Linked DNA regions of Zea mays: all the other regions are linked to region 2. The links are chromatin contacts, called in public Hi-C maps. All regions are on one chromosome and are shown on one strand. The core of a region is the stretch at or near the end of the contact, and the rest is flanking DNA. Distances in the headings are between cores, read along the strand shown. Region 1 holds the start of LOC100273855 (AT-rich interactive domain-containing protein 3). Region 2 holds the start of LOC100193130 (Non-structural maintenance of chromosomes element 4 homolog A). Region 3 holds the start of LOC100383484 (putative subtilase family protein). Region 4 holds the start of LOC103629727 (transcription factor bHLH48).

What was found. A called contact is a pair of places that touch in the nucleus more often than the background predicts.
Region 1: a contact with region 2 is called in a Hi-C map of endosperm, with 2.6 times the contacts expected there. The contact joins the promoter of LOC100273855 here to the promoter of LOC100193130 in region 2. A contact is called at or near these places in 7 of 25 Hi-C or Micro-C datasets (bundle sheath, ear, endosperm and 3 more).
Region 3: a contact with region 2 is called in a Hi-C map of ear, with 1.8 times the contacts expected there. The contact joins the promoter of LOC100383484 here to the promoter of LOC100193130 in region 2. A contact is called at or near these places in 2 of 25 Hi-C or Micro-C datasets (ear and endosperm).
Region 4: a Hi-C map of leaf shows a contact between it and region 2, with 7 times the contacts expected there. The contact joins the promoter of LOC103629727 here to the promoter of LOC100193130 in region 2. A contact is called at or near these places in 5 of 25 Hi-C or Micro-C datasets (ear, endosperm, leaf and 2 more).

Annotation. Positions count from the first base shown.
Region 1 is chr6:107,983,079-107,988,152 of Zm-B73-REFERENCE-NAM-5.0, reverse strand. LOC100273855 (AT-rich interactive domain-containing protein 3) reads left to right here and starts at 1,986. Exons shown (of 13, transcript NM_001360473.1): 1 at 1,986-2,736; 2 at 2,829-2,868; 3 at 4,161-4,213; 4 at 4,339-4,384; 5 at 4,755-4,847. The coding sequence starts at 2,123.
Region 2 is chr6:108,254,460-108,259,490 of Zm-B73-REFERENCE-NAM-5.0, reverse strand. LOC100193130 (Non-structural maintenance of chromosomes element 4 homolog A) reads left to right here and starts at 1,870. Exons shown (of 7, transcript NM_001138290.1): 1 at 1,870-2,050; 2 at 2,162-2,242; 3 at 2,905-3,142; 4 at 3,232-3,325; 5 at 3,766-3,982; 6 at 4,085-4,176; 7 at 4,552-5,031. The coding sequence starts at 1,912. The coding sequence ends at 4,881. LOC100382067 (Tubulin binding cofactor C domain-containing protein) reads left to right here. Exons shown (of 9, transcript NM_001174830.1): 9 at 1-400.
Region 3 is chr6:107,929,353-107,934,651 of Zm-B73-REFERENCE-NAM-5.0, reverse strand. LOC100383484 (putative subtilase family protein) reads left to right here and starts at 3,246. Exons shown (of 11, transcript NM_001176132.1): 1 at 3,246-3,450; 2 at 3,562-3,668; 3 at 3,805-3,902; 4 at 4,093-4,251; 5 at 4,556-4,673; 6 at 4,757-5,282. The coding sequence starts at 3,361. LOC111589529 (a long non-coding RNA gene) reads right to left here. Exons shown (of 2, transcript XR_002748570.2): 2 at 2,749-4,202.
Region 4 is chr6:108,529,683-108,534,592 of Zm-B73-REFERENCE-NAM-5.0, reverse strand. It overlaps LOC103629727 (transcription factor bHLH48), which reads right to left and starts at 1,327. Exons shown (of 7, transcript XR_004850241.1): 1 at 523-1,327; 2 at 310-444; 3 at 1-46.

The DNA.
Region 1 (5,074 bases), core at 737-3,236, 270 kb after region 2:
GGAAGTGAATATCGGTGGCCCACTAGTCATATGCTTCAACTTGGAGCGAAACCAAGTTTCCGGAGGAGATTCCCACTTGACATTTTTGAACTTGTCTGAAAATGTGGTAATGAAGGAAATATCCATATTATGGACTCTTTTTGAGAGAAACCAATTACCGCTTGATTGATAATGCCCACATTGCTTTCCAAAAATAGGTTGACCCTGCTGTTTACGCAAAGAGAAAATCCCCGACCATCGACACTGTTCCGCGCCACTCATTTGTGGGCTAAGATTTTTCTTGGGCCTCCAAATCAACCTGGTACTCTGCATGAAACGTTGAGGGGAACCAACCAACTTGCCTGAAGAATTAGGCCCATTAGCTATTCGAATATTTGAATTTAGAGGATCCGTAAATTTAGCCTGATTGGAAGACTTTGCCTCATTAGATGATCGAAAATTAAATCTCGTCTGAGAAAGATGATGAACCGCATTATGCCGACTATGAAAAAAAAAATCTGCAGTTATCACTTGAAAATCTAGAAGTCGAAGATAACCGGGCACCATCCTCCTTGAATAGAGGATCATGGAAGTTTCTCTTAGGTAGTGTTTGGTTGAAGAGCCTAGTAGAACGAAGTCGTTCTGTCCCAGTTTTATTGTTGTTTGGTTACAGAGTAACTAGAACGGAGTGACTCCAATTCGGGAATATTATCCTCAGATCCGGAACCATCTCACTCCAAAAAATCAACCGGACGGAGCCGCTCCGTTCCTAGCCCGCTCGCATAGTCACGCTCCGCTCGCATAGTCTGCAACCAAACAAAAAAACAGAGCCGCTCCGTTCCAGCTTACCAAGGGCCCCTTTGGCAGGGCTCTGGCTTCTCAAAAAACGGCTTTGGCTCTGACTCACGAGGTGAAGCCACTTCTTTAGATGAGCCAAAGCCATTCTGAAAAATCATTTGGCAAAACAGCTTATAGGTTGTTTTCAGAAAGACCCTTGTATAGTTTACTTTTTATAGATCTCTCCTGTACGTGGCTAGGGATTGAGGGCAGGACCAAAAAAATAATTTGGGCTGGTGGGAGGGCTATTGTGCAAAAATGCCGTGAGCTGAAGCCGGGTGAGCCACTTTTTTTGGCTCATGCCCTCTAGTTCATTTTGGAAAAGCACTTCACTGGTGAAGCCATTTGAAAAAGAGGTGTTTGACACAACTTTTGCATGAGCCAGAGCCGAAGCTGAAAAATAAGCCCTACCAAAGGGGCCCCAAACACAGAACATAGCAGCTCCGTTCCTAGAATCAGGGATGGAACAATTCCGTTCTACTTGACTTCTTAACCAAACACTACCTTAATCTTGATAGGAATAGAATTAGCCCCAGTTAGAATATTAAAATGAACCGCATCAGCATAAGAGAGCTTTTTAAATTCCTGCCAATATGATTCCAAGTTGCAGCTTCTTCAGCACAGTAATTATCATATTCACGTACCCAATTAGGGTCATCATTATTCCAGGGATGAAAGTATGCTTTGAAAAATTCGCAATCCACCGATCTCAGCTTATAGATCGAGAAACCCACATTCTTGGAGAAGACAGAGGATTGAAAACCCCTTGAGGACAATTGAATCACTTTGAAAGCATCCGCAAAACCTACAATGATTGATTGAAGAATAAAACCCACATTTTGAGCAGAAAGACTGATCCTGCATATACCAACGGATAAAACAAGATAGAAATCAGAGAGCGGTCCGCGCTCTCGTTTACTATTCTGAAATTGTTGTACGTCAGAGAATAACTTTTAACGATCCACATTTTGTTAGAATAAAACAATATCAACAATTCACAAATGTATTAGCATCCATTATCCAAAGTGCCTATTGTTATGGCTATAGATGAGTACCGTTGGATCCCCGCCACTGGGTAATTTTTCGCGCTGTTAAACAGTTGGACCTTTTGTTGGAAAACCTTGAACATGACACAAATGGTAAAATGGGAGTAGACCGCTAGCCCACGTAAGCACGGTTTCAGTTCAAAACCATTCTCCACTGTTCCTCCGCTCCCTCTGTCTCGTCGTCTCCCATCTCCGGCTAGGGTTTGCCCTTTCCACCGCGTCCGACGCCTACCTCGCCCGCGCCACTGCAGGGACCAAGGATGTCGCAACAGCAAGGTGTGGAGGAGCCGCCGCCGGCACCGCTGCCGGCGGCGGAAGGCGAGGCACAACCGGCCGCCGATATCCCCATGAGCGAGGCCGCGGAGGTGGAGGATGAGGAGGAGGAACCCGTCGTGGGGGAGGGGGAGGACGGTGCAGACGGGGCCGCCGACGCCGTCGATTCCGTCAATGCTTCAGCGAAACCCGAAGCAGAGGGCGCGGAGGAGGAGGGGGGCAGCGACAGGAAGGAGCGGAATGGTGGCCCGACGGCGGATTTGGTTGGCGAGGTTGTGAAGTTGGAGAATGGGGACGGGCCTGTGACGGTGGGCGGCTCGGTGGACGAGGGTCGAGGTGGAGATGGCGGTGACGACAAAGGCCTGGCTGGTCAGAATCAGCCTGCTGTGAACCAGCTTTTGCTGGCGCCGGCTGAGGAGGATCTGGCATTGTCCAAGATCTCAGATAATTCCTTCATGTTCGATTACACCACTGGTGGCGATGACTCGGGGACTGAGGAGGAGCAGGCTGCCTTCATGAAGGAGCTCGAGCGTTTCCACAGGGAGAAAATGTTGGAGTTCAAGCCTCCGAAGTTTTATGGCGAAGGATTGAATTGCCTCAAGTAAGCACACAAACCACAAAACCTTTTTTTTCTGTTATTACTCATTGTCCTGTGACGACGCCGTCAAGTAATAGTATCTTTACTATCATTAGATTGTGGAGACAAGTTACTGGATTGGGTGGCTATGATCAGGTACCCGTCTTCAATATTTATGCCTTTTTGGTTTCTTTTGAAGAAAACAAGAATGATTCTGTTTGTAAAGGAACGGTTGAATTATGTGTTATATTTGCATCACACATATTCGGTCGTTTAATATTGGTTTCTGCTGAAAATGAGCACATGTCTGGAACATGTCTGTAGAAAAGAGCCTCTTGCTAGAGTTTAATCCTGAGTTTCTCACCCTATCTGCCTTTGCTTTCCTATGTTTGTACTTAGCATATCATACCCATCTGACTTTGTACCTCAAGGATGAGTAAGAATTTTGACTAGCTTGTCCAGTTTTGTTCACATATGTTTTCTTTGACCATTAGATTATATTAATTTTACAGTTTGCACAAAAGGTGCCAGCATTATCGTTTATCTGATTTCTGGTTTCTCCCTTTTCTCTTCTAGAGTCATACAAAACCATTATAATAATTGATCATACTGTTCAATGTTATCAAGTCGTTTGACTATTGTGATTAGTCAGGCTTATCGGTGCGGTGATCAGTTATACACTTCGAGTAGTCACTATTAATTATGAATAGTCACTATTAGTCGGGCTGATCGGTGCCATGGCCCATGGCGACTAGGGTCAGTTAGATGTTTGGAAAATTGTTGTTGTTATATTTCTTTGGCATGGAATATGTTTAGCCTATACACCTTTGTAGCATTTCGTGTCCACTTCCATGTTAAAATCTTCTAGTCAATGTTCAAAAAGATTACTGTGTAGCCTGCCTATGAAACACTAGTGCTCCTGTCTGACTCTGGAAGTCAGTGATGCACCATCCCTGCTCTTATTACCCTGATTGACACTGTTTTTTACATGTATAATTTACCTTTACACAAAGAAAGCTATATAATAAAGCAATGGTAAAGGTTTCAACAAGGAACAAAAAATAACCTTTATAAGCATGATTATTTCTATCTGAGAATGAACCATTTGCAGAGTAAATAGCTATACTGATAATCACTTTCAGCGATGATGAAATGTAACCATGGTGTGTTTGTAGACATAAACTAGCAAATGTGGTTTGCTTAAGTGGGAAAGTTCTGTGTGTTGCTATTCTCTACCAAATTGATGACATAACTTTTCTCCGCGCCAATATAATTTTTTTTGTGGGACTCTAAAATGTATCTGTTGATTTGTGGTCAATGGTCATGACTATTTTCCCCCAGCTTCTTGGAAGGTGGTTGTGGTTGATTAACTTTGCTGTATGGGAGAGGGGGAGGGAGAGATATTTTGCCTCATATGCTCGCTAATTAGTTGCATCAACACTGAACAGGTGACATCATGCAAGCTGTGGCGTCAAGTAGGAGAGTCATTCAAACCTCCAAAGTATGAATTTAATAGCCTGCAACTCATATGATGATCCTCAACTGTCATTCTAACAGAAACTGGGACATAGTTCACATAAGCTCTTCTTTCTGTACTCCCATGATGTGACTTGCATGTTTGTGCAGGACATGCACAACTGTTTCATGGACTTTCCGTAACTTCTATGAGAAGGTAATTTTACATTCATGGTTCCTGGGGTACCTGTTCAGCCTTTATAGCTTCTAGTTTCAGCACCATTTTAGCGCTTGAGAGTTGTCATGTGGTACCTACCATGACAGTTTGTTGAATAGAAAACTTTTCATCTAAGCACATATTTCATGGGCATGTCAATTGAGTCTTGCCAGCTCAAATACATGCCATTATTTAGAAGTTTTACCAAGCTGTTGACATAGGATTATGCCTTAAATTTAATCTAATCTTTTTAATTGGTATATTATAGAGCTGATCAAATTTAAGCTTGTATTCTGGATTTCTTAGTGGTACGATTTGTAGTGTGAGATGCTTGTCAAATACTGTTTTTTTTATTTTCCTCTCTTTACAGGCACTCCTTGAATACGAGAAACACAAAATCGAAACAGGAGAGTTCCAAGTAGCTTCATCTGCTCTACCAGACCGGTTTGGTTCTGAGAGTCAGGTACAGTTTTATGTGGCCTAGTATATAAACTTAGCACAATCTAGTTTCAATGTGAAATTCATTTTAAATCAAAGATCTGTGATATTTTTATGTACTCCCTCCGTCTCAAAATTTAAGGCAGAATTTAACTTTGTGTGCTTTTTAAGATCACTCTTATAATGTAGTTTAATTTATGGCAACAAAAGTTTGGTCATTAGAGAGTATTTCGAAATACAAATCCACTGTAA
Region 2 (5,031 bases), core at 621-3,120:
CCGAAATCTGAAAGTGACTTCCAAGCTGAGTTGGTGTCGCCTGCCCTGATGCACTTGGTATTTCAGCTGTAGCGTTTGTGGAGGCAAGTAACTGTAACGTTTTTGTTTGTTCCAATTAGTTTTTACCACTTTTCCCATTCAGTTGGCCGCAAGGTTTCTGTAAATCTTTCGGTACTGTTGGTTTCATATTTAGAAAATTCACAAAGCGGCCACTCAATTCTCTTTTTGGAAAGTAACTTTATTTTTTTTTCAAATGGTGTTTGGTTTTTAGGGACTAATGTTTAGTCCCTTCATTTTATTCCATTTTAGTCTCTAAATTGCTAGAATTTTAGTTTTTGTATTTGACAATCTAGGGACTAATATAGAATAAGATGATTAGTCCTTACAAATCAAACTCCTTAACATACTGTGTGAACTAACGTGAACTTGCCCAGGCGAGTGATAAATTGACAGTTTTGGAATTTTCCGGGCATTATTCAGCGGGCAATTCAAAATGCCGTCAACGTAACGCGTGCACCTCGTGTGCTGTGCTGTAATCTCACTCCGCCATGTCCGACCCACGGGCATCAACGTCACCGTGACGCTGTCGACTCCCGGAGTTCAGCGCTACCCTACCCTCATGCTCAGGTTATAGCAGGGACAAGAAGCTTCCACCACCTCAGGAACGTTCGGTCCGACCTCATTTATCCACTGCGTTCCGTACCTAGGTGGTATCTGCAAGATTTTGAGAATCTGGATACCGCATAAAATTCAATTCAAATTTTATTGGTCAGGTTATAGAGAGATTGTGAGATTTTGACATAAAATTCAATACAAAATTTAGGAGGTGTTTGGTTCATAATAAAATCCTAGAATGAGATTCTAAAAATGAGGTAGATACAAACAGGCCCCTAGATGTTTCCAACCAATGGTCTATCTACTGTTTACATGACCTTAGCTTATTTTTATATCGTCTAATACGAAGATCAAATATGTCGTAAAGATGTTTACAATATAGGCTTATAGATCTAGTAGTAATAAAAATAATAGAATATGGTATCATAACGATACATTAAAGAGAATATTGCAGAGGCAACATTACATATAATACATACTACATACTTCTGTGATATTTAGATTTTTTCTATAGCCAAATTACCGGAAACTAGATTTTCGTTAGAAAAATGGCGAACCAAACAGACATTGGCGAGTGATGGGCTGATGGCATAGAAATAAACTGGATGCTGCTGCCATGCCACACCGCGACCAAACCAAATGAAATTTGTGACGCGGTAAACAAGGGATCGGCAGGAGGCTTTTACCGCGCAAAAATTTACCGCGGGCGCCTTCGCCGCGAAGCAGCGTAAAAACACAATACGATCGCGCGCACGCGCACAGGTACACAGGCGCGGCGCGGGCGGGAAGCCACGCGGCCACCTGAGGAAGCGAGGCCAGTCCGCGTCCATGAACCGACCTCTCCCTGACAAGCAACGGCATAGGCCAACCAAGACCCTTGTCCACCTAGACCACGCCTACCTTGCCACCGCGGCTCGCGCAATCCTCTCCCACATTCCAGAATCCAGCCAGTGCTTCACCTACGTGAAAACCACCCGCCGTATGCCGCGGAAATCCCACTGACGCTTGGCCCATACTGGCGACCGCGCTTCTGGGATCCACGGTGCAGTCAGACGCGCGTAAAATCCAGGGCATTTTCGGGGGGGTGGAGCGGCCGTTCAAATACCCGACGCCCTTGGCCGCTTGTGCCCTCGCTGGCTCGCTCTGCCTCCGCCGCTCCCCTTCGTTTCCTTCCCCTGCACACCACCGCCTCCAAACCCTTCAAAAACCACCACCGCCCCCAGCTTCCCTACCGCCCTCGTTCCGGAGCCTAGGGTTTGGGAAGTCGAAGGCCTCGGCGCTTCGTTTGCCAGCGCAATGCCGGATACGGGAGCGAGAGGCCGCGGCGATGAGCCGGAGCCTGTGACGCCGCAGCAGCAGGCGGAGGAGACCCAGGCGGTGGACGATCGGCGGTTGCTGCGCTCGCAGTACCTCGCCGTGAAGGGCCTTATCAGCGGTAGGACCGTGTTGCCGTGCGAAACCCACTAAATTCCCGATTGCCGTTTCGGCCGTTGGCTGGGTTTGATTTTTTTTTTGGTTACGTTTGTGCGGCTGTGCTTGTGTGTAGACGAGAAGGATGAAATGGCGAGCGCGGACTCTGATAAGTTCTGCTCCATTATCAACAGAGTGGAGAGCCTGCACCAGCTTGGTAAGCGCGACTGCGCATTTGTTGGCCTCTTGTAAACGCGGTTTTCATGATTTTGGCCGGTAAACTTTCCGCTTATACTGGCACGCATCATGCTAGTGTGAAACTCGCCATTTGAGTGGCCAACAGGATGAGACTTGCTTTGCTTTATGCTTCTGCGGTGTAATCTGGTCTCTGTTACTGATTTTGATTCTGTGCTCCATCATCTGTCAATGATGTCTAGATATGGCCATACGGGTCACCACGTCTCTAATAAACATGCAACTGAAATTTGTTAGATGCTGGGTAAGTAGGTAACACGTGAACTTACTGTTAATTAATGTTGCTTGTCAATCGCGTCCTCTCTTTTTTTGGATTTAATTTCAGTGGGGGGTAACGCAGGGAACTTTTTTTGCAGTAATGTAACGAGGGTGATATCACATCCATTTTAGGAGACATGCAATTGAAATCTGAACACTTTGGATGTCATACATGAAGTTCATTCATGACCATGGCCAAATGTTCAACTATAATCACATCGACTGCAGTTGTTTCTCAAATACTTGAAACAATGCCTTTAGTGCAGTGCTGTATTTTGATATCATGTGCATACAGTACTTACTGATCGCTGACGCTGTTAGCAGAAATCTGACTATAAAACTAATGCGCGCGTCTTTCTGCTGCAGTTCAGAGGCCCAGGGAGCAAATAGCTGACGCAGAAACCCTGCTGGACCTTACTGCTAGTTTGGTAGCATCAGTAAGGTCCCAATCAGTTCTGGGAATCACACCTTCTGATTTTATTGCTGGACTGCTGAAGAAATTTGGAAAGAAAGGAGGTTCCAATGATAATGTTTCATTGGACTGGGCTCGTCTTGGGCTTGCTACCTCACGTGTTTTCATGTCTGCATCTGGATGTGCCACCATGTAATGGATCCACTGTTTTTTTTTACCTGAAGTTAGCTTTGGTTGTTTTAGTTTCAAGGTTTTGAAAATTATATGGTTTGTTTTGACAGGATTGGTCCCATGACGACAGAAGTGAAGCCACGAAGAGTTTGTATTAGGAAGAAGAGGACTGCGAGGCCACATGGAAACGCTTGCCCTGAACAGGTACCCTTTCATGTATGATTAGTGTAATGGAAGATATGCTGGTTTTGTAGTCATTGTTGTTTGTTCATAGTGGATTGGGTACATAATGGATCACATTTTATCATTCCAGATTTATTATTCATTAAGTAAATAGATAATTTTAGATTTGTTAGTTTCTATTTCAAACAAACAAAATCTTTATATTGCTTAAATTATATGTCAAAGCATTGTACTACTGCATACACAGTAAGAGCTGATTATGTTGGAATCACAACTAGAATTTTCTATCACTAATGATATGATTATACAATCCTTTTGTGGGGATGCATTAAGGTGGAGACCGTAATAATATTATTTTGGACGTAGCTGCCTGTATCATTTATATCTTCCCACTCATGGACACAGACCATTATCTTTCAATTTCTGATGACATGCCAATTTGACACTGCCTTATTCTGCAGCTTGCTGATCCATCTGAGAAAACAAAGTCTGATACTGACAAGAACATGTCTGCTATATTTGATCTCCTGAGGAGGAAGAAAAGTGCAAGGCTGGAACACATTATTTTGAACAGGACATCATTTGCTCAAACAGTGGAGAACATATTTGCCTTGTCATTCCTTGTGAAAGATGGAAGAGTTGAAATCAAAGTGAATGACCAGGGACATCATTTTGTCTGTAAGGCTGTTGCTTCCTTATATGCTACAGTATCATGGTTATTCAATTGTTATGTGCTTATAGACTGTAGTGTGCCTGATTGAACTCTCTTGATTGCAACAGATCCAAGGAATGCACCAGTGGCAAGTGCTGTTGCCTCAGGAGATGTGGTCTATAACCACTTTGTCTTCCGATTTGATTTTAAAGACTGGAAGGTATTGTTTCAGCATCTTCCAAATAAACAGTTTGTCATTGTCTAGCAGATGTCATGGACTCATGGGCAGTCTGCTGACACATTTGAATTATCATCACAGAATAAAATTATGCACTCATCTCAGATAGTTGATTTCATCATTTAGTGTGGCCATAAAAAAGGCTGCTTGCACAGGTTGCAAAACAGTATCAAGTTTACATCATACTTTTAAATATGTTTGATCATTATCTTTGTATAGAGAAGTATTTTTGGTTATTTTTCTGAGAAAGCATTGTATGCCTGATTAATGGCCACTGTGTAAATTGTCGTGTTATTCTTTTGTTGAAAGAAAACTTGCAACTGTAATCTGATGTGATTTGTCATTCCTTCTTTCCAGCTCATGAAAGGGGTTGTTCCAGAGGGAGAAGAGCTTATGCCGCACAGGTCCTCTCAGACCATAGCCAACACAGGAGGAAACAATCCTACCCAGTCTGAGGCACCTTTGGCCACACCAAGCACAACGATCAGGAAGCTTTGCAGGAACCGTGGCCTCATCTTGCAAGATGAGTTGATCGCGACAGGTGCATATGGAGTCATGGAACAGGAGATGTTAGCCATGGGCACGAACGACGCCATGGAAGATGAGATGGTAGCTGCCATGGGTGTGACGGAAGCTATGGGAGAGAAGAGGAAGTACAAGCGCAAGCGTCTGTTCCAGGACGTCTGATGCGTTGATCCAGCTGACCGTTGCTGATGGTGTACATGTCTAGGTAGTAGGTAGAGATGCCAACCCGGCTCACTTCAGCTTAGCTTACCTTAGATGCATTTGGGTCAAAGCACCCCATTTGGTATGGGTTATGGTGGCTCTTGGAATGGC
Region 3 (5,299 bases), core at 1,997-4,496, 330 kb after region 2:
ACGTGATAGGATCAGCAATTCACGTACAATACAATTTACATAACCAGACATCATCACACAGTGCTCAAATAATAATATAAGAGAGGTAATAGTTTGATTACATCATGATGCCCGAGACATCCACAAAGTCATTAACATAGATCAAAGTGCGAAAACGAAACGTAGCTAAACACGACATTCACAAGCAGCCGACTGGGGGTTTGCCGCTAACCCACGCCTAGAACTCATCATAGTTTTGGAACATCTGGAAAAATCCTCTACCACGACTTTCCTCTTCTCCTGAGCAGTGGTTGCAATGTGGACAACCTGGGAGGTGGGGTTTGGTGTTGTAAAGAAAGGGTGAGTATGCATCAATATACTCAGCAATTGTCTCGTTTGGTTGTGGTGGACTAGCTTTATGTGGGGTTAAGATCAAGCCGTTGATTTTAGTTGGTCAGATAATTATTACTAGTATAAAGTCAGGTTTTAGCATTAAACCCAAGTTATTAATCCAAAAGTACTCCTTTCAAATAGAAAGAATTTCAGAAACCATAATCATAATCATCAAAACCATAATTATCCTCCTCATCATCTGTAATCATAGTATCTCTAATCAATGGAGCTCCCAAGGCCGCTCATAACCGTGAGCACGACTGATATATCAGTTTCATAACACTCTGTAGAGGTTGCACACTTTACTCATGAGTTGTGATTCTTTTTTGCCTCGGGCCGATCAAACCCTTAAACACTACCAAGGTGAATAGGGAAGGTTTCACTATGTAGCCTTTACAAAGATTTCCTGAAGTTGTAGTCGCCCGTTAGGTTTTCTAAATGTACCGCACTCCTCCCCAAGGGGCAAACATGTCACACCCGGTTTTAGAAGGCAAACCGAATGCAAACCATGTACGTGTCAGGATCAGCAATTCACGTACACAGCAGTTACATAACCGAACATCATCACACAGTGCTCAAATAATAACATAAAAGAGGGTAATAGTTTATTACATCATGATGTCCGAGACATCCACATAGTCATTAACATATATCAAAGTGCAAAAACGAAACGTAGCTAAACACGGCCTTCACAGGCAGCCGACTGGGGGTTTACCGCTAATCCACGCCTAGAACTCATCGTACTCTTGGAACTCCTGGAAATCCTCCACCACGACTTCATCTTCTCCTGAGCAGTAGTTGCAATATGGAGAACCTGGGGGTTTGGTGTGTAAAGCAAGGGTGAGTACACGTCAACATACTCAGCAATTGTCCCGTTTGGCTGTAGTGGACTAGCTTTATGTGGGGTTAAGATCGAGCAGTTGCTTTTAGTTGGTCAGGTAATTATTACTAGTAGAGAGCCATATTTTAGCATTAACCCAAGTTGTTAACCCAAAAGTACTCCTTTCAAACAGAAAGAATACCAGAAATCATAATCATAATCATAAGAACAATGATTATCCTCATCATCATCTATAAACAAAGTATCTCTGATTCAATGTGTCTCTAATCAGTGGAGCTCCCAATGCCGCTCATAACCGCGAGCACGGCTGATATATCAGTTTTATAACACTCTGCAGAGGTTGCACACTTTACCCACGAGTCGTGATTCCTTTTTTGCCTCGGACCGATCAAACCCTTAAACACTACCAAGGTGAATCGGCAAGGTTTCACTATGTAACCTTTACAAAGATTCCCTGAGGCTGTAGTCGCCCGTTAGATTTCCTAAATGTACGACACTCCTCCCCAATGGGTAAACCACCCTCGGCAGAGCGAGCCGCATACACCGAGCCCCATTGACGGCACGACGACGAAGCGAACTACATCTCGGTTTCTCAAATTATTCAGCTAAGGGCGTCACATACCACCCTCATGGTTGTACTGTTTTCCTGGGTGATCATCCAACGAACCAGTACTTACGGAGAGGCACTCGAGAAACCGCTCGAGTCCCCTTAAATGTCACAGTATCATCATCATAATCAAAAGGGAAATATCGTATCATAAATAATCTCACCATGTTCATTGACATAAAAGAAATAAGCAAATACTTGGCGCGGAGCTCGCACCTACGACTATGCGAGAAAGAGAAAACAACGGTCGAGGCTACGGTCGAAAGACGATTATGTTAAGCAGTTATGGATTAAGCACTAGGACAAGGGAGCATAAAAGCAGGCCCGTAGTTAAAAGAATTTTTTCTTTATGAAAAAAAGGTACAAAAGCCGCCGCCAACGAGCTTAAAACTATGCGTCGCCTCTTGTGCGTTCTACTATTAACCCTACTACTGGCATTGGGTTATATATATACACTCGAGCTTGCGTCAAACTATGCCGCGCACATGGCGTACGTTAGCTTTACTAGCTAAAAGACTCAAGGATATGTCTCACCAACGGTATGAACTCCACTAGCTCATACCGTGCAGCAACGGAACGCGTGCAGGTGCAGTGCCGTTTGGACGGATGAGGACGCGCCGCGGAGGCACGAGGTCACGGGTAAAAACGGCGGCTCTGGAAAAGGAACTGATGCTGCACTGCACTGTGTTCCTCCAGAACGATATCACCCTCTCTTTTTTATTATTATTTTTAACAAGAAGAAGAATATAACCCTCGCACTGCCTTTACGGAAAGGAACCGTGACCCTCAGCATGTAGAATGTGTTATTGTATACTGTACACGTTATCACTTGACAAGACGTGTACACACAGGATAAAATAGATGTAGCAGTAATAATTTAGTTACTGTTGCAAAAGAGCAGGATGGGAAAACAGATCCAGCTCTGACAGAAAGATATATACTCCTTGTATCACTTTATTCTTTCTCTCTCTATCTATATATATAGATAGATATATAGACTATAGACACACGATGGCAGGTGGCACACCGATCTACGACAATAATAAGAAATAAATACACCTATTATACCTCATATCTGCATACATGACACACACAGGTATGTCCACGAAAGCAAGCAGCCACCCTACAATCTACATGCATGTTCCTTGTATATCTCCAAAGATCGGATGCCCTGTTTGTCTGCTCTCACTAGCCGACCCTCCTTGGCTCCCATACCGCATCATGACATCTTTGTCCGCATTTATTTATGTACTCTTGTTGCCATCTCGGCCGACGAAGAAAAGCGCAGGAATAACGGCCACACAAACAAACCGGGATTCCGGTCAGTGCGCAGGCTCTCTGCTCCAGTAAACTTGGCAGCGGTTTCAGGAAGCTGCTGGCTGCTGCTAGCTCTCAGTCTCAGTCTCAGTCTCAGTCTCATACATACATACATATACAGCAGCTGGTGGGGTGTCTAGGTCTCTCGTACTCGTCGGTACACGCTTGCCAATCCATCCAAACCCGCTGTATCTGCGCTAGCTGGTGTCCGACCGTGTCTGCCATGGCTTCTTCTCCACGCACAGCCATGTTCTTCCTCGCGCTGTCCCTGGCGCTACTGGGCGACGACCTTCGCCGCTGCTCTGCCTCTCAGGTGCCTACTCCAACGCACGCCGATATGCTTATATTATATCTCCACGGTGGTGGTCAGCTGCACTTCTGTAGTAGCTAGCAAATGGATGGATGATGCCAACTCTTCCTTCAGGTGTACGTGGTCTACATGGGCAAAGCGCCGCAGGGCGACAGGGCACCCCGTCGACGACGACACGCCGGGCTGCACCGCCAGATGCTGACGGCTGTTCACGACGGCAGGTCCACAGCAGACTCGTTAATTTGAATTCCTTCCTCCATAACCCCTCCTAGGCTTAGCTAGCTAGCTCCCACCTCCCAGTGCCGTTTCCATGCAGCAGTATATATATATCTTGAGTCGGACGCTTCCTCTCCGCAGCTCGGAGAAGGCGCAGGCATCACACGTCTACACTTACAGCGCCGGCTTCCAGGGCTTCGCGGCCAAACTGAACGAAAAGCAGGCCATCAGATTAGCCGGTAATTAGTTTCACAACACAGGCTACTCTTTTAGAATTTAATCTTGGTCCAAAACAAGTTAGATTACATCATAGTCTGAGTAGATTATACGGGTTTCATTTCCCAAACAGACGGCCCCTAAATGAGTCTAGCTAGCTGTGATGCCAAAAAGGCGCCTAATAATTCTGATGCGCGTCTTCAATTTCTTCAGAGATGCCTGGCGTCGTCTCGGTGTTCCCAAACACAAAGAGGCGACTGCGCACCACCCATTCCTGGGATTTCATGGGCTTGTCCACCAGTGCAGAGGGTCAGGTCCCTGGACTGTCCACCGAGAACCAGGAGAACGTCATTGTTGGATTCATCGATACAGGTGATGGAGTACAATTGCAGTAACATGTATACTAAGCTAGCTAGGTTCAAACTGGAACTCGCATTCTTCAGTCAGATCATGTGACACCAAAAGAATATATATCTTCTCTTCCACCATATTAGTTCCAGTTGTGTTCTAGCTTACAAACTGACAAGGCATGATGTTTGTGTTTTCATGTTCGACCGACTTGGCCATCAAATGACTGTTCGGACAGAAACGAAAAAGGATACCATCGGATCGATAGAAACCAAAATCATGGAATTCTAGCTAACTGTTTTGTTTTGTTTTTTTTTTACCTCCTCAGGAATCTGGCCAGAATCCCCTAGTTTCAGTGACCACGGGATGCCTCCGGTTCCCAAAAGATGGAGAGGGCAATGCCAAGGAGGAGACGCGAACTCACCGTCAAATTTCACCTGCAACAGGTACACACGCTCTAAAACCAACCCACGGTACGGTATTCCAGCATTGGAATTTTCTAAAGCCACCCCCCAAACATGCACGATAGGAAGGTAATAGGAGGCAGATATTACCTCAGCGGATACCAAACAGAAGAGGGTGGCGCCATCAAGTTCGTATCTCCAAGGGACAGCTCGGGGCATGGCAGCCACACTGCCTCGATAGCGGCCGGAAGGTTTGTCAGGGACATGAGCTACGGAGGTGGTCTGGGCACCGGAGGAGGGCGGGGAGGAGCCCCCATGGCAAGGATTGCAGCCTACAAGGCCTGCTGGGAAACTGGCTGCTACGATGTTGACATTCTCGCGGCGTTCGACGATGCCATCAGAGACGGCGTCGACATTATATCTGTGTCGCTAGGCCCAGACTACCCCCAGGGCGACTACCTCAGCGACGCCATATCCATCGGGTCGTTCCACGCGACGAGCAACGGGATACTGGTCGTTTCCTCGGCGGGGAACGCCGGGAGACAGGGCTCGGCGACTAACCTCGCGCCGTGGATGCTCACGGTGGCTGCAGGAACGACTGACAGATCGTTCTCTTCGTATGTCAGCCTGGCAAACGGTACCTCCGTAATGGTAAATTCCCTTCCCAC
Region 4 (4,910 bases), core at 78-2,577, 280 kb before region 2:
GCTCCTTGAGCAGCTCCATCCTCGCATTGATCTTCTCGCGTCTCGCCTGATGAGTGGTTTTTTTTTATAAAAAAGACAGAAAAGGATAATCAGCTTTTTGGCGAGACTGGAGAAGAACGAATAATTAAGTAATTAGCGGCGAAAGCGACCCCCCAAAAAGGATCTAGCGGCGACGTTCGTCACCACGTCCTAATAACCCAATCATTGGCATAAACCCTCGCGGCAGACCGAATCTGACCCTCCCATGAGGCTGGCTAAGAGCTCAGCGAGGCGCGCGATTAGCGGAGCGGCGCGGCGAAGCGAGCTCACCCGCTCGGCGAGGCTGTGGCTGTCCGTGGCCTGGCCCCGCCTGGCCCGCACGTGCACGTACGCCGGCTTCTCGTCCTCGCCGCCGGCGGCCGCGGGCTTCTCCTCCGCCGTCTTCCCCTTCTTCGCCGCCTTCCCCTGCGGACACGGAGCAATCAGAACCTAAGCTCCGGCGAGGTGCGCGCGGAAATGCAGACGCGTGATGTGGCAGTCCACCTTGGAGGCGCGGTCGACGGGGTCGGCCTTGCGCTTGCCGGCGACGGCGGCGGGAGGGGGCGGTGGAGGCTGCTGCGTTGGGGATGGGGAGGGCGGCGACGGGGGCGCGAACGTGGAGAAGCGCCCGGCGCGGTCCACGAGGTGCGGGTCGGAGGGGAAGGTGGGCGTGGGCGCGGGCGCTGCGGCTGGGGCTAGGGCTAGGGCGGGCGGCGTCGTGCGGGGGAGGAGCAGCTCCATGGCCTGCGGAGTGGGGAGTCCCAGCAGCGCCGTGAAGGAGCCTCCGCCCCCGCGGGCGCCCGCGGCGTTGCCGTTGGCGGGGGCCAGCGCCGCCTGGATCTCGCGCCCGGCGGCGGGGAGCTCCTGCGGTGGCGAGGCGTGGCGCATTGGCGCGGCGGAGGCGTCCGGGACGAGAGAGACGGCGGGAGGAGGACACGGGACTGGAGCGGAGGTGGAGGCAGGGGAAGGGGAGGATGGTCCCGTTATTTATAGTGGGGGTGGGGCGGCGCTGAGGCGAGAGGTGGTGTGCCGCACGCGCGTGAGCTGCTCCTGCGTTCGCACTCGCACGCTCCCCGGCCCTGGCTCCGGTTCCGGCTCCGCAGGGCTGGGGTCAAGGAAGGAGAAGATGGGAGAGGAGAGGAAGCCAGGAGCCAAGGCCAACACAGGAGGGTGGACCGGTGGAGGGGTGGTTGGTTTTTGTTACCGGAGGGCTACTGCTATGCTGCTACCCTTTTTACCGGGTGGGGCCCAATCCTAGCTCTCCCATACGTGGACCAAGGACTGTGGCGTGCGGTGGGAGGGGCCGAGACCGAGAGGGTGGGCACCGCACTGGGCAGTGGGCAGTACTGGCGGTGAAACTCTGTTGCTGTTGACCTTTACCATTTCCGGCAGTGCGTGTGGTGGACCGGTCCGGACCGTGCGGGTTGCTAGCGTAGCGAAGTCGCTCTGGAAAGCAGAGGCTTCCAGGCCAGTACAAACAACTCATCAAAAGCCAGGTCGGACCAGTCAAAAGCCGTCCGCTTCATAGGGGCTTGTTCTGTTTAAAATGAATTGTTCAGTTTAAAATGAATTGGGGAGTATTGGAAAACTTAAATCTCATTCTATATAAATTTGTATATGAGATTTAATTCTCTCAAATCCTCTCAATCTACTTCTAACAGAATAAACCCTTAGACCACGTTCAACGGGCCAACGTCCAAACCAGGTCAGGATCGAAAGCAGCCCAGTATCAAGTGATACATGTGTTGTCACTAATTCCTAGTCACTAGCCCAGGAACCAACCCGGGAGGTAGCTCACTAGGACTCGTTCCATACCAAAAATTGAGTGAGGGCTCGTTCGGTAGACATGGAATGGAGAACCGGAATTGTTTCTACCCAGATTGTTTCTCTAATTTGTATAAGTTTTATCAACATGAACAATCCTTGGTGCATTCCAGTAGAAACGAACAGGCCCTGAAGAGAATTCAAATCAGGTGAGTCTGTTTTTGGTCTAGATTAAAACGAACGGATCTATCAGACTGGACCGAATTCTAAGCCAGATTGATTCATCCAGCCCGGAAAGAGACAGGGAATAAGAGAGGGAATAGACCGTTCCGTTCGAAACTAACGACGCCTTAATCGGATCCCCTGATGTCGAAGTCACTTGACATCTGATCCCACGCAGCAGTGACCACGCGCGACGTCGGAGAATCCTAAGCCGGTAAATGGTGCAGCGGAGGTTGGAAATTCTTTTTATCTAATCTCAGAAGGTCTTCGGATTTGATTTTTTTTTCTTCTATATGTCACGTCGACCAGTGAATTTTGCATTTTGGGATGTTGGTGATAATTTTTCCCGACTCAAGTAGTGTCAATCCATAATATTTAGGATACAAAATTCCGTTCCGACGGAAAACAGAATGTTCTAGAAGACCCGTAAAGTTATTTTTTGTGGTGGATGGTGGACAACATAAATAATCTCAATATTTAGGGCTCGTTTAGTTCTTTTAATCAAGGGACTAAAATTTAGTCCCTACATATTATGGTCTAGAGACTAAAAATATTTAAAAAGTATTAAATAAATCATAAGAGGAACAAAATATCCCTTAGTATTCTCCTTTCATTAGTGTAACTGAAATAAAGGAGGACAAAAGGTAGATGTTGTACACCAAATGTGGCGAGGGTGCGGCCCTAGGGGGCCGGAAGGTCCACGTCCCAAGGTCAGATTAACTCGGGCGATTATACTTTATCTCGTGCGTGGTTATCCATATAATCACGTGGAATTTATTAGCTATTGCCTAGGAACAGGTTCAGACCCCCCTATATATGAATGGGTACGACCGATTAAAAAGCCTCGAACACATTCTAATCAAATAAATTACTTTCTTTATTATTCCTATCCTAAGAGTAGATGTAGCGTAGTTCTAGTTATATCTTTCTACATATCCACTCCACCCATATTGGACTCTGTGTCGTCTAAATCTGTTTTAGGTGTCCTGCTGATCCCAAGACAACCATAAGATCTAGTTGTTCATTCAAGATACACTACGTCGAGTGTCTATTAATTCAGATGACTCCACATCGTCTGAGGATGCGCCGGGTGACAAGTCGACCTGGAGCACCCTAAGATCTCTCCCTAGAGATCGAGATCTAGATTCCAGCGATGAAGACGACCCCGTGCCATCGCGGACCGTCCGTGCCGCCGCAGATGGCACCACCAGACGTCACACCCCTAGTGATTGGTGCTACCCAGATTGCCGGCAACAATATAATTAATATGATTTAGTACCTTTTAGTCAAGTACTAGAGACTAAAACAGTTTAGTACCACCGTTTACCAATTTAGAGACTAAATAAAACTAAAATGGATAGACTATTCTTTAGTCTCTCAAATCAACCTTACTAATCCGCTCGATCATGAGAACAACGACAGAATTACTCCTCCTATTTGTGCTGCAGGCCTGTATCTGTTAAGTTATTACGAGATGCATTTGGTGTTGCCAATTTATAATTTTTTTTTATAAATAGAAATGCAGTTATTCTAATACTTTGGCACTTTTTTCTGATTATCTTGACAGAACGAAGACATCACATGACAATGTTCGGTTTACTATGTCTCGCCCAATGATTACATTCTCGTGTGCGATTTCCAAAAACCGTTTTGTTGGTCAAAGTTTGACCTCTATATTTTTAAAATTTGAAAACCGGAATACATCAGGTATACAGCGGGAACGAGAAAAAAATGCCAGATTTCACCTGTTCTCGTTCGGTAAGGTAATCTTTGGTCTCACCTCTGTATCACATGGTTGTAAGAGCATCTTCAACAATATAACATATAAAAATATCTTATAATTTAAAAATGAGTATATTTTATATAATTTAAGACATTAATAAAATATTATATTACAACAGTAAAAATTTAAATCTAGATTATATAACAACTCACTATGATGTAGTATATTTGAGACACATGAGAGTGTTTATAATTTTTTGATCAAATTTTAACACTATTGGAGTATTTTTTTCTACGTAGAGTTCTATATTTTAATTTGAGACACTAGTTTAAAGTATTATTGAAGATTCTTTAATACTGTTATAGAACTAGAATCCACTACCGATCAACTACTTCCAGTGGTTTACAAATCAACGGCGATAACCCTTCACCACTGGCATTGTGAAGCTAGAGTAAATCAAAGAAGGGCGTAAAACTATAAATACTTTGAGGGTGCATAGTAATATATGTATGTGGTGTATATATATATATATATATATATATATATATATATATATATATATAGTGAAAATCTAGTCTTTTTCACAAGTTTTGTAATTTCTCGTTGGGTCATATGTACCCACTGCTAACTATCTAGCTTCGTCCTTGACCACTGGTTTTAATTTGAAAATCCAAAAATATATTTTTTATTATTAGTATCTTAAACCAAGAACCTAGAGAGATTAACATGGAACACATATAGACCCGAGTTTGAATTTTCGACCATACTTTTACACACCCCACAATCGTCCTGGTTGTGTACTATGTCCACGACACCGAGGAAGCAGGCTCCAACGTCTTAGGACGAGTGACAAAATCTCGAGTCGAGCACGTGTGGCGGGACGGGACGCCAACGGCATGCCATGTTGGCATAAGCAGCTCGTGGGAAACGAGCAGCGAATGGCGGAGCGGCCGTGCGCGCATTCCCGGTTGTCTCACGCGCGTGCGGCAGTGGCCGTGGCTGAGCCAAGAAAAGCTGCCTCTACCAGTGCCGACGGCGGCACCTGCGCCGCCGCTTTTTCCACGGGGAGACGAATTGACGATCGACCGAGATCAAAACGACATCCCATTCTTCTTCTCTGCGCCACGTGGAGTTTCTCAGAGCTCCGAGAGCGCGACTGCCAGTAGGGCCACTGTACTCGGAT